Linked DNA regions of Hordeum vulgare: regions 1 and 3 are each linked to region 2. The links are chromatin contacts, called in public Hi-C and HiChIP or PLAC-seq maps. All regions are on one chromosome and are shown on one strand. Each heading gives the region's core, a stretch centred on a gene start, on an enhancer-like site or on the middle of the called end of the contact. The rest is flanking DNA. Distances are from core to core; before and after follow the strand shown.

Region 1 (4,592 bases), core at 1,473-3,972, 320 kb after region 2:
CATGCTCTGTCGCTGGCTGGCTGGCCACTGCTACTCAAATTTGCTGCTACTAGCTGCTAGCTGCTGTTCTTGGCTCTGCTAATGTGCTGTGCACTTGTGCTGTGCACTTGTGTTGGGTATTTGTGATGTGCTTGTGCTATTAGCTATGTATGGCTATAATCTGCTAGTAGTATATGCATGGGCACATGGCTATAAGAGCGATATACTCCCTCCGTCCCAAAATAAGTGTCGCTGATTTAGTACAACTTTATAAAGTTCTATACTAAATAAGCAACACTTATTTTGGGACGGAGGGAGTAAATGACAAGGTATTTATTTGTTCAATGATTCTATCCCGCTCCAAATTACATTTTAGTTGTATAATCTGCTACATTTTGCATGTGTGGGTTTTATGTAACTCTGTATGACACACCTCAGAACCTTTGGTTCCTTTTCCCTCTACTGATATGAAAAGGCAGAACTACTGCCATTGCCCTTAAAAAAAGAGAGAGCTTGAGAGGCATTAGTATTGATATTCCTATGTTTTTCCAGCTGAAACTACTTCCCCAGCCATCCCAGCTATGTCCTGCTGGCTTGTCCGTACGGTGTCAGTACAGTATTGTACGGAATGCTTAGGCACGCCTAAGCAGCACATAAGCAAGCTAGGCGCAAGAGGTCACAAAACGCACAATTTACACCTAGCGCCCTTTTGAACTTTGCAGATAATGTGAGTAGGTCAGGTGATTTTATCTCCTGGAGAAAGAAGTTGATATGTGGGAATTATGAGGTATTGTCATATCACAAAGAACCTAAGACCCTTCCATAAAAATAATTAGGTCAAATGATATGCATCTACTTAATTACATATGCTATTTGTAAACTGCTAATCTGAAGCATGTTTTAATGGATGATGGCAGCTTATACTTCATGTAAGAGCAGAACGGAATACTTGTGATGTAGAGATATGGTTATTCATGTTGGAGCAAGATCTGCCAGATGATCAAAAAGTTAAGATATGCTGTGGCTTACATCCTCAATCAGTAGCAACTTTCTTCCTTGCTGCCCTTGCATTATCATACTCAAACTTGAGCACATCCTGAATATGTGAAGTATCCTTGATATAAAACCACCTCCCAATTGCGCTCTCCTCAATCATTGGGAAGTATTGAGCAAGAATGGTGTTGGCGAACCAGTACCAGATAGCACCAAATACAAGGCCGACTACTGCTCCTGCGAAAACCTAACGAACCCATCAAATTGAAATATCTGTCAGTTTTTTCAGTGGCAGTCATGACATTTCGGTTAAAATGAAAGCAATAAAACCAAACGATGTTCCAAACAAGCTGGTATGCAGGGAGACCACCAACTTTTCTAAAGGATGACGCCGTTAAGCCGAATCACACTGCTGATTCAGGAATAAGTATACTATGAAGAGAGAAGACCCAAGTTTCAAGTACATATCCAACGAAAATGTAATTGTCCTATGGTTAAATATGTAAACGGATAGGTCCAACAGATTAACCATATGAATTTCACCTATTGAGGCCATAAGAATAGCGCTTTAGCTGTAATTTTTGTGTTTTCAAAGAAATAGTCTTGAGTTTTATATCCAAATGCTTCAATTGATGGATTTCAACCAATTGAAATTCATATACAAACAGATATGCAAATTCCTATGGTTGAAATTCATATACAAACAGATATGCAAATTCCTATGGTTGAAATTCATATACAAACAGATATACAAACTCCTATGGTTGAAATTCATATACAAACAGATATGCAAATTCCTATGGTTGAAATTCATATACAAGCAGATAAGCAAATTCGGATGGTTGAAATTCAAATGTAGGACTTTCAACCAAGTGAAACTCATTTGTAAATAATCCCTATGATTTCAACCATACGAACTTCTCCTGTGAAGGCCCTTTGGATCAAAGGAGTGAAAGCGCCAAAATTCATACGGACTGCTTTCATAGAAAGGTTGGGTTGTTCTATTCTTTCAATTCCTGTAGGATGTCAACTAGTCTTTTCTATCCCAGTGTTCTACAAATCTCGCATTGCGAGGAGGTCTTAAACTATCTGATTGCAATGCCCAATCATTGGCTAGAAGTGCATCATCAAATTTCATCACGTCCCCGCGGATCGGATCCGAAATTCAGGGGCTCTAACCTGCGGGACGGTGTGGTATCCGAGGTACACCCTGGAGAGCATGGTGAGGAAGGCGAGCGGCCATGTGAAGGCGGCCATGACGCGGCTCGCCGGCGACCTCCGGAGCACGAAGAGCGAGAGGTAGGTGGCGAAGAAGAAGGTGTACTGCGCGTGGCTTGACGGCCACCCGTGGGAGTCGCAGGTCTCGAGCAGCTCGCACGAGGCCGGGCGGGACTGCGCGACGGAGTGCTTGATGAGCTCGTTGAGGACCTGCGAGACGAGGAGCCCCGCGGCGAAGCAGATGCCCTGCAGCTCGCGGCGGAACATGAAGTGGGAGACGAAGCCGCCGAGGCTGATGAAGACGGGGACGAGGGAGACCCACGCGAGGAAGAGGCCGACCCTGTCGCCCCGGTGGTAGCGGACGTGGGTGAGCGTGATGGCCTTGAGCGCCGGCGGCACCGACGCGGCCATCTCCTGGTACTCCCCCGGCCCGGACATGCTCCTCCGCCGCAGAGCTCGCTCTCCTTTTTCCTCTCTTCTTCAATTGGGGTATCGCGTAGGGGATCTGCGCGTACTTTCCGAGCGGGGCGGACCGACGTGCCAGAAGAAGTGGGGCGTGGACGGTGGACGCGTGGGGGTGGGGTACAACGACAAGCCTAGAGCTACGGATGAATCTCATGGTCCAGATTAAGGCCAACTCTAACCAATCCTCTACAACTTATAATGAAGTAAAAGGCCTTAGTAAAGTAATCCCTCCGTCCTAAAATAACTGTCTTAAGCTTAGTATAACTTTATACTAGAATTAGTATAAAGTTGAGATAGTTATTTTAAAACGAAGGGAATATATGTTTTTATTAATTTTTGACCGGATCTAGCCGATCTCCTAAATATAACGAAGTATTTTTTTTAAAAGACCGTGTTTCAATATAAATTGCAACTAGGTATTAGCATACATATAAAAGCTAAAGATAAATTTGAATGTTCAACCAAATTACAAATATAGTTTACAAACTGAATTCAAGGTTTACAAATCGAATTATTCAAATTTGAACTGCTTCAAGAATGATAGTTGGATAGTTGATGTGGCCTTTGTACTGACCCGTCTGCCGTGCAAAACAATTCTTCCATCTCCAATGCATATAGTCAAGTGATCCAAGCATCCCTCGCCATCCTCTTACTTTACTCTCAGTCATCATCCTATGGGTGTCTTCCTTGGTTGGTGCTTTCAAGTACTCCGGGCCAAAGACAACGATCACTACTTTGATGAACCTTCGTACAACCTCTAGGATTGTGTCTTCGCCAATGCGTATATAGTCATCAATTGCACTGGCAGAACACCCATATCCCAAGACTCGAACAACTGCAATGCATTTCATCAGAGGGCTTGCACTGATCTCTCCACATGTATTTCTTCGTAGTTTGAACCGGTCATATTATCTCTCAACAACTTTTGCAATGGTCAGAAAAAGACTTGTGTGCATTCGAAAGCATCAGCAAAAGTACTTCTCCGGATAGGTTGGGTTTGGATCAAAGTACTCTTTCATGATCTTGGCATGACCCTCCACTCTACCATGGTTGATGTGTATGCGGCCAAATTGTGATCCTTTCCACGGCCGCCGAACATCATCATTGAAAATCACGCCTTCTCCCTCAACGGTGTGAAAGTCATTGTCGTCTTCTTCCTCCTCTTCGGATGAGGATGAGTCCTCCAATGCCATCTCCCTCAACCTCTTCATCTACCATCCAAATGGTTCGGTTAAATCCAAACGACTCGGTTCAAAGAGAAACAAACAAAAAAAACTCACCTAGGCAATTCTTCGAACACTTGGGGTGCGGTGGTGGTGCAAAAGCCGACCGACGTGGTTTAGACCGAACCGGCGAGTGGCGGGTGACCTGCAATGGTTCTCAAGCAAGGTGAGATGCGGAGACTGCTAGAAGAAGAAGAAACTTGACAGAAATCAAACGAATCAACAACGGAAACGGCGACGACATTTCACCTTGATTTTGGCGACGATCATGGGTGCCGAACAGGCTGGCCGACGGACAGAATGGCGACAGAGGGCAAGGGATGGAATGAGGTAGCGGCGGGGTCGGGGACCGGCGGGAGGTGCACTGGCAAAGTGCAGCGGCAGAGCGGACACGAGAGAGAGGCGCATCATTTTACTCGGCCACCAATCAGAGGAGTGAAAATAGGGAAACTTTTGGGGCCGGAGTAAAAGTATACTCCACTAACTTGGTTGAGGCGCTCTCGGTAGATCCAACTAAACATCTTAAGAGCAAATTCATGCGCAGACCCAAACGAACGCTCACTTTGTTCGCCTTTTGTCCGTTTGGGCCGTCTCGTACATTCCCTTCCGCATTTGGATCAACATTGCGTCCAACACGTATATCTAAATATCGTCCGTACATAATATTAGAAAGGCACGCGGCCGCTGATCATGCTAGCGGCCATGCCATCGCCC
Region 2 (4,114 bases), core at 410-2,909:
GAAAACTACAACTGCACATTCAATCAACTTTTAGGAACATGATACATTACAGGATTATAACTGGTGGTTGAATGTGGAGACTCGCTATTGAATAGGATTTTAACAAACAAAGTACCACAACAAATCCAACAGGGTGAGCAACATGATAACATATACATCTAGTCTAATATTGAAAAAACCTGCATTCATGATCAATAAAACCAAAAAAAGAAGATATATGAACAAAGTTGTACACGAGTTTCCCTCCCTAATGTTGTTTATTTAGTTATGGAAATAGCGTCATCTCTGTTGTTAAGAATTACTATCTCTGTTTGTAAATAAAAGATGTTTTGGATATTTCAATATGGACTGCATACGGACTGAAATGAGTGAATGAACATACTAAAATGTGTCTATACACATCCGATTCAAGAAAAAGCTAAAACATCTTATATTAGTGAACGGAGGGAGTAGGTGATATATCAATAATATCTAGGTCATAGTTGACCAGGTTTCTAAAGAAAATCTCGCCTAAAATGCAATCATTGAGAACCTTTTGATGCAAGTTCATCGGTTTTAATCTTTTAAGAGTCATGTCCTACTCTGACAATACAAGTCAACAGCGTGGTTTTGGTTTCTAATCTATCACTTTTCAAGAGTATCGAACCCAATGCAATAGATTCCAACATGGTTTTCATGGTAGTACTCCTAGTATTTAGTTTATGTTGTCCTTTGTCAAACAAAAGTAAGATTTGAGAGAGATTACCTTTATATTTTGCAACTTCTTCGCCATCATAGAATACCTTGAATGTTGGGTATGAATGAATGTCCACCTTTGAGCAGACTGGTTTGCTTGCACCGCAATCAACTTTTCCGATTTCAATTTCATCTGTACCTTCGATGACCTTTCCGAGGTCCTCCCAAAGAGTTCCTAGGCTCTTGCTGTGTAGATGAAGAAGGCATCCTTGTTTAGCAGCAAGCGGTCAAAACTCGCATTGTAGTTGATATATATATCCATGTCACCCCATGACATGTAGAGCTTACCAGTGCTTACACCAAGGGACGCAGAATTGCACAAACCACACCGTGTCCTTCTCCTTTATCTAAACACAAGAGATAAACCCAAACTGGCTTAAGCAACGGCAGTGCACAACAAGCATTGCAGCGAAGCAACTTGAACCATACAGGAGTTAAGAAGGAGCGCCGCATCTAAACACCGAACCTTCCGTAAGTGGAACAATTAATACACGAAGAATACTGATCTATCGGTTTATTATTAAGAATCATGCTTGAACCAGTGACGAATCTGGGGAAACGGCTACATGTTAACTAAGCACGCCGCCTGCTACACTGCATCCCAGCGCCACCAAGTGACCAGTCGAAAATTAGCAGTTAACGTGTCCTCGGTATGCTTCACAGTACAGCTATCACACCTCGAAGGGGAGGTGGAAGGGGGGAGATGCACGACAAGGGGAAAGCAGTCAGTACCTTGTCGGAGAAGGTCTCTTCGGTGAGGGTGATGACCTCGGCGCCGGATCGCGCGGCGAGGGCCGCCAGTAACGTGACGGCCACCAGCAGGAGGTGGATAGGGAGGCGGGAGCGGCGCCGAAGAGCCGGATCCATGGCTCGAACGGAGGACGGCCACGGCGAAGACGGGGAGACGAGGAGAAGGCGGATACGCCAGTCGGGGTGGGTCGATGATGTATTTCTCTGGGCCGGTCCGGGCCGGGTCGGGCTAGGACAGATGGCGACGGTGGAATCTTGGCCTACAACTGGACATGGGCCACTATCGTCGCCTATTTTAAGCTGGACTGTCGTTTAGGAGACCGCGACGTCATATGCACCGGCTCATTAGAGAATTTCAGTGATTCTGGTTCAGGGAACCTTTTAGAGGTCGTAGCCGGGTTTTTTCGAGTTCGGGAAACTTCTACAAATTTCCTGAACCATTTTCTTTTCGTTTTCTTTTTCTTTATCTTTTTTTCCTTTTCAATTCTGTTTCTGAAAAGGTTATGATTTTCCGAAAAATGTTTGAAATTTTCAAAAATTGTTCTTAAAATTCGAAAAATGGTTTTGTTTTTCCAAAAAATATTCTTCAAATTCGAAAAATGATTTTTTAAAGTGTTCTGAATTTTCAAAAGATGTTCTGGATTTTCAAACAGTCTTATGTATTTTCAAGATCATTTTTCAAATATAGAAATGTTTTTTTGATTTTTAGAAATATGTTATAAATTTTAAATACTCTACATTTTCAAAAATATTCATAACTTCAAAAAATGTTCGGGAGTCTCAAAAAATGCTTAAGAGTTTTAAAAAATGTTCAGTATTTTATGGAAACGTTCAGTATTTTCATGAAAAGTTCAGAATATAAAATTAATTTTCATTTTTTAAAATAAATTCGTGTTTGAAAGTTATTCTTAATTTTCAAGAAAAAATCTTGCTTTTAAATAACGTTCAAATTTCAAAAATTTGTTGTTTTTCAAACTCTGTTCATAAATTAAAAAAAATCTGAAAATTCAAAAAATGTTCTTTGAATTAGAAATATGTTTTTTGCTTCAAATTTGAAAAGAAAAAAAAAGGAAAAAAGAAAGGAAATAACAGGAAAATGAAAAAAAAAATAGTTATCAAATTTTTTTGAGACCCCCTATGCGTGTGTGGAACTTCCTGCCGTAACGAGCAGCATGTAGGAGCTCCCGCAATTCCCGTGACCTCCTATATGCCACTCTCTGAGGCAAGGAGTCACCGTTTCGCACGACTAGACCGGCCCATGAAGACCACGATCGATATTTGACGTGTATTGTAGCTCAAAAAGTGTTGCAACCCCGGAGATTTGAACACATGATTGAATGCTTTTCAGGAAGTGTTACTACCACATGAGCTAGGACTCATATCAATTCAAAATGGAAGGATCAGTCTTAAACAATAAACACACCGTGCAGATCTGAGTTAGTTTAGGGAATACAAAAGCATTTTTTTTCCAAAAGATGGAATGCTCAGTGAAAGGCAAACACTTTTCTCGAATTGTGAACATTTTCTGAAAGTGTAACATTTTCAAAATTAAGAACATTTTTTTGTAAATCATGAACATTTTTTGGTAGGGGGAACATGCTCCCAAAATTCTAAAATAAAATTTGGAACCACGAACAAATTTTGAAACTTGTGAACAAAATTTGAAAACACAAACATTTGTTGAAACTCCTGATTTTTTTTAAACATGAACAATTTTTAAAACGCAGAACAAATTTTAAAGCGTGAACAAATTTTTAAACACGAACAATTTTTGAATCTTGAGAACAAATTTTGGAACGAGAATAATTTTCAAAAATCATGAACAAATTTGGAAGGACGAACATTTTTTGAATCCTAAGAACAGAATTTTGAAAAGGAAAACAATTTTGAAAACCCCAAACAAATTTTTTAAAGCACGAACCATTTTGAATGTTGAGAACAAATTTTGAAACCGAGAACAATTTTGAAAAATCCTGAACAAATTTGGAAGCGCGAACATTTTTTTAAAACATGAACATTTTTCTGAATCCTGAGAACAAAATTATGAAACAGAGAACTATTTTGAAAAACCCCAATGAAATTTGGAAATGCGATTTTTAAGGCACACACATTTTTTGAATCTTTAGAACAAATTTTGAAACTAAAAACAATTTTGGAAAAACTGTGATTTTTTTTGGAAAATTGTTAACAAATTTGGAAGCACGAACATTTTTTGAATCTTGGGAATGAAATTTTGAAATGGAGACCAATTTTGAAATACCCCGAACAAAATTGGTTGCGCGAACAATTTTAATTTTTTAAAAAACGGAGAACAAATTTGATAGTACGAACAAATTGTTAAAGCACGAACATTTTTTGAATCTTGGGGAGTGTTTTTGAAAAATCATAAATAAATTTGAAAGCGTGAACAATTTTTTATACATTTTCCAACACATAACAAGTTTTACATTCAAGAACAATTTCAAACATTTATCAAATTTGTAAACGATTTTTAAAAATTCTGAACAATTTTTGAAAAATTCAAAACATTTTTGGGAAATCTAGAACATTTTTGAATAATCCGGTACATTTTCTAAAAATACATTTTGCTAATGTGAAGAACCTGAAAATCCTGAACATTTTACAAAAA
Region 3 (4,495 bases), core at 1,827-4,326, 270 kb after region 2:
GTCACAAAACAAGTGTTGTTGATTAGTATAAAATTTATAATACTAAATCCGCATCATTAATTTGGGGACGTAGGGAATATAATATAAAACAAATACCACATTGCTGATATTTCATGACAATGTTTTGTTATCACATACCCCCTCCTCCGAAAATACTTGTCGAATAAATAGATATATTTAAATGCATTTTAGTTTTAAATATATTCTCTGATAAATATTTTCAAATGAAGGGAATACTATCATCGATCTACATTAAGTGTCGTAATTTTAAACTAACTTCAGTTCAAAACCGCGACACTTATTTTGGATGGAGGGAGTAGTATATACCTAAATCAATATATGAATCGTCGGACCACAAACAATTTTTCTCCTTCACACGTGCTCCCGACGTCTAGGGTTTCTGCGCCTCCCGTTAGTGCATGGTCGATCCTAGCCTTTGTCGGGGGGGGGGGGGGGGGGGGGCTCATGCTTCATTTTTAGGTGTTTTTAGTCTGTTTAGGGTTTGTGTCCTGTTCAAAAAGTTGGACAGCGATGACTTTTTAAAGATAGAATAAAAGCTCTCCCCACATAGCCCCCGTCCCGGTAGCATGTCTAGTGTAGTCGGACGACATGCGAAGGTGTGTCTTCGACGAATCTTACAGTTTGATCGTGTTTGTCTTTAATAGATCTACATAGTCCTGTACTTTGACATTTTCCTCCGTGTCTCTACAATTTATATCATTTTAATCTATGCTTCTCTTCGTCAATTATGATTACTGCTCGGTGTGCTGGTCCCTTGGGGATTAACATGAAGATTTTTCGAGTGTCTACCACAACAAGTTTTTTATGACTTAGATGAGGGAGGAGCAATGACGACGACTCGTATTCGGCTCGCTCCGGTGATTACAAGTGTTGGTTGGTCTATGGGTATGGATGTAATCTATTCTATTAATACACTATACTCCATAATTTTTTGACGCCTCGCGTCAATTGAGTTATTCATTAGTCACCCAATTTGATCGGCTCAATGATATTTTATTCTCTCAAGAAGTTTCCCCATTCGATTCTTTAGTTCATTGCCCTCTTTAATTTTGGAGCTCTTTCGTTCAACTGAGTTATTCAATTTAGATTTGGTTTTATAATTTTGGCCAGGTCAACAATTTTTCAAATCAATCCTCAACGATCAGACTATAAAAACATATCAATCTAGCGCACGCCTCTCAACACCTAGAAAAAATAAACGTGAATATATGATACCATAGCATCAAATATAGTATATGCAATCACGATTCAGAAAAATTCCTACGTAAGTATGTGCTGGCCAGCAAATAACACAAAATCACATTGCAAAAGCCCCACCAAAACACCACATTATAAATAAAAAGTAAAGACACTCTTTCATCTACACCACTCGTCAAAACCAAATACTCCTCTCAGTTTTAAAATATAAGGTGTATTGGTTTCTTGAAACGTCAAATTTCTTTAACTTTGATCAAGTTCAGAGCCAAAAACATTGACATCACAATGCTAAATAAAAAAAAATATAGAAATTCATTTCATGATGCAGCAAATGATGTCGATTTGATATCATGATTATTGATATATTTCACTACAAATTTGGTCAAACCTAAAGAGATTTGATTTACAAAAAACTAGAACACTTCATATTTTAAAACCGAGTGGGCAGAGAAACCCCAAGAACACAACGACGCATCAAAGCGCGCCCAACCCTTCTAGTAATACATTGTGATCCCTAATTAGGGCCTCACGATTAATTAAGGTCTACATCAAGGAGTCTAATTCTTTTCATTCATCATGCTCCCTAATTTTGAAGTTCTCCCTTTCGATTGAGCTAATTTAAGATTTGTTTCATTGCTTTGACAGGGTCAACGATTTTTCAAATCAATCGACAACAATCATCCTATAAAAATAGATCAAGCCCCCGCATCCTCTCACCACCTAGGACAAAGAAAACGCCAATATGTGACACTACAACACTAATATAATGCATGCAACCATCGATGCAGAAATTTTCCATGTAAGTATAAGTTGATATGCAGATAATGCATAATCACACCGTAAAAAGCCCATGAAAACATCATATTATAAATAAAAGAAAACATGCTTCATCATTTCCCTCATTTGCCTAGTTGCAAGCCAAATAATTCCTCAGTTTCAAAATATAAGACATGTTAGATTTTGAGAAGTCAAATTTGTTTCACTTCGACAAAGTTTAGAGACAAAATCATCGACATCCACAATATTAAATAAAATAAGTTATGAAAATTCATTTCATGATGAACCTAATGGTACCGATTTAATATTATGGATATTTATATATTTCTATACAAATTTGGTCAAATTTAAAGATGTTTGGCTTTACAAAAACTGATACACCAGATTTTATACTCCCTCCATCCCAAAATTCTTGTCTTAGGTTTGTCTAAAAGTGGATGTATCTAAATACTATAACATGACTAGATACATTCATATTTAGACAAATCTAAGACAAGAATTTTGAGACGGAAGAAGTAAAACATACTCCCTCCGTCCCAAAATTCTTATCTTAGATTTGTCTAGATATGAATGTATCTAGTCATGTTTTAATATTTAGATACATTCATTTGTAAACAAACCTAAGATAAGAATTTTGGGACGGGGAGTATGAATAGAACAATTATGAAAAACCCAACAACACAAACGGTATGGCAAATCACACCAAATCATTTTAATTTTCATTATTTATGATGTTCTTTGCTCTGTCATGATGTTTGGTGAATAGTTTGAAAGTTTTTCCGAAGAAAAATATAATAACGGCCGAGCAGAATGAATCCCATCCCTATATATATCTAACGTACGTTAGCATGCATTTTTCCGGTGCAAACGACGGGGTACCCATAGGCCATTCCGCGCCAATCGAACCGCTCGCTAACACCATCCGCCGTCGGATCGTCGCACCCTACGGCGCAGATCCGCGTACGCCCGCGGAGAACGAAAGCAACCCCAGAACAACCAACCGGGCAAACCACCCAGGTGGGGCCCAACCCACCAGCCCTGCCGCTACAGTTCCCAGTTTCGCCTCCATTTCAATTTCAACCCCGTCTCCTCTCCATTCACTCGCCACTCCTCGCTGCGCTGCGCCGCGGAGAGTTCCTCCCTCTCTCAAGAGCCCACCAAACGCACGCGCGGGCGGAGGCGATCGGCGGCGCGATGGCGGCGGCGACGACGATGACGTGGCACGAGGAGCTGGCCACGCTCGTCGGCGACACGGGCGTGCGCCTCCCTGCCGCCGCGGCGCCGGCGCCCAATTCGGGGGCGGCGGCGGTCGGGGGCGGTTGGTACGGGGAGGAGGAGGAGGGGAAGGTGGAGGAGGGGTGGGCGCAGCAGGCCAGGGGGTTCGCCGAGTCCACGGCGGAGATGCTGCGGGAGCTGGGGCTCGGCGTGTGGGACGTCGCCGCGCAGAGCCTCGCCGGCGCCGAGGACAGCGAGCTCGCGCGGCGGCTGCGGCGGCCGGCGGCGGCCGCGGGCAAGCGCCTCAGCTTCATGAACGAGTACCTCCCCGAGGACCGCGACCCCGTCAGGTGCTGGGCCGTCGTTGCCGCCGTCGCATTCGTCGCGCTCCTCGGTAACCGCCGCTGATCTCTCACCCGCCGCTCTTCTCTACCTCGCGTGCACGTTGCTCTCTACCTCCGGCCGAGCGTGTAGCGCGTGTCGCGTGTCGTCGCGCATCGTGTGTGCGCGTTATGCGCAGTATTTGCTGGTTTGAGGGGATGGATCTAACTGACTAGTAACCCTGGGGGTTCAAACTAGAGTACTGTGCTGCTTTTTTAGGCCAGGGTTTGCTTCCGATTATAGAGTCAGTCTCGCTCGTTCTCTACCGGCTTTTCTTTTTCCGAATGTTGACGAGAAAAGGGTTCCAATGTGGGATCCATGCCTATTGCCTAGTGTGCTTGGGCAGACATTTGTTGACGGGGTAAAAAGCAAAGCAGTACACCATGGGTGGGTGCTGCAACACTTGTGTGCCAAACAGCCTAGTCCTGAGTATAGTGGGGCTCTGGGTTGATTCTGTGCCATTCTTCCTTCCCAATTTATACGGGACAATTGTTAATGCCCTCTTAAATGATTAATGAATGTGAGCTTCCGTTGTTTCTCTAAAAGTAAAATACAAAAATCACCAAGGTCTCTTTTAAAATTCTGTTAGATTTGCCAAGTCAACCTAATGGATTTTTTTTTTCTTTTGAGGGAAGGGTAGTCAATTGTTTTACCATTGTGTCAGCCGAGCTGCTTACTTTGGCTGTGTGGGCTCTGTTGCTAATTCTAATGGGTTATTGTAGTGTCAGGTCTTGGTGCGAACATAAAGCTTCTTGCTTGCTAAGAGGCAGGTGTTGTTCAGTGTCTAAACGTTAGGCATTTTATTCGATTTTCTAATCTCATGGTGATATCACCATTATTATCCTGTTAGGCAAGGAAAATAAAATGACAGTATAGAACATCTATCCACAGTGCCATTGCAAAT

The links. Hi-C and Micro-C count contacts between places; a contact is called where the count stands out from the background. HiChIP or PLAC-seq counts read pairs in DNA pulled down with a chosen protein or histone mark.
Region 1: a Hi-C map of seedling shows a contact between it and region 2, with 6 times the contacts expected there. The contact joins the promoter of LOC123448931 here to the promoter of LOC123448934 in region 2. A contact is called at or near these places in 3 of 6 Hi-C or Micro-C datasets (leaf and seedling) and 1 of 1 datasets of contacts at active chromatin or transcription factors (embryo).
Region 3: a contact with region 2 is called in an H3K4me3 HiChIP or PLAC-seq map of embryo, with 8 times the contacts expected there. The contact joins the promoter of LOC123448933 here to the promoter of LOC123448934 in region 2. A contact is called at or near these places in 4 of 6 Hi-C or Micro-C datasets (leaf and seedling) and 1 of 1 datasets of contacts at active chromatin or transcription factors (embryo).

What each region holds. Positions count from the first base shown.
Region 1 is chr4H:454,317,004-454,321,595 of MorexV3_pseudomolecules_assembly, reverse strand. LOC123448931 (lipid phosphate phosphatase gamma) reads right to left here and starts at 2,722. Exons shown (of 3, transcript XM_045125977.1): 1 at 2,152-2,722; 2 at 1,009-1,219. The coding sequence starts at 2,628. The coding sequence ends at 1,013.
Region 2 is chr4H:454,637,833-454,641,946 of MorexV3_pseudomolecules_assembly, reverse strand. LOC123448934 (protein disulfide isomerase-like 5-1) reads right to left here and starts at 1,659. Exons shown (of 4, transcript XM_045125980.1): 1 at 1,468-1,659; 2 at 1,024-1,082; 3 at 746-921. The coding sequence starts at 1,602.
Region 3 is chr4H:454,371,088-454,375,582 of MorexV3_pseudomolecules_assembly, reverse strand. It overlaps LOC123448933, which reads left to right and starts at 3,076. Exons shown (of 6, transcript XM_045125979.1): 1 at 3,076-3,604. The coding sequence starts at 3,190.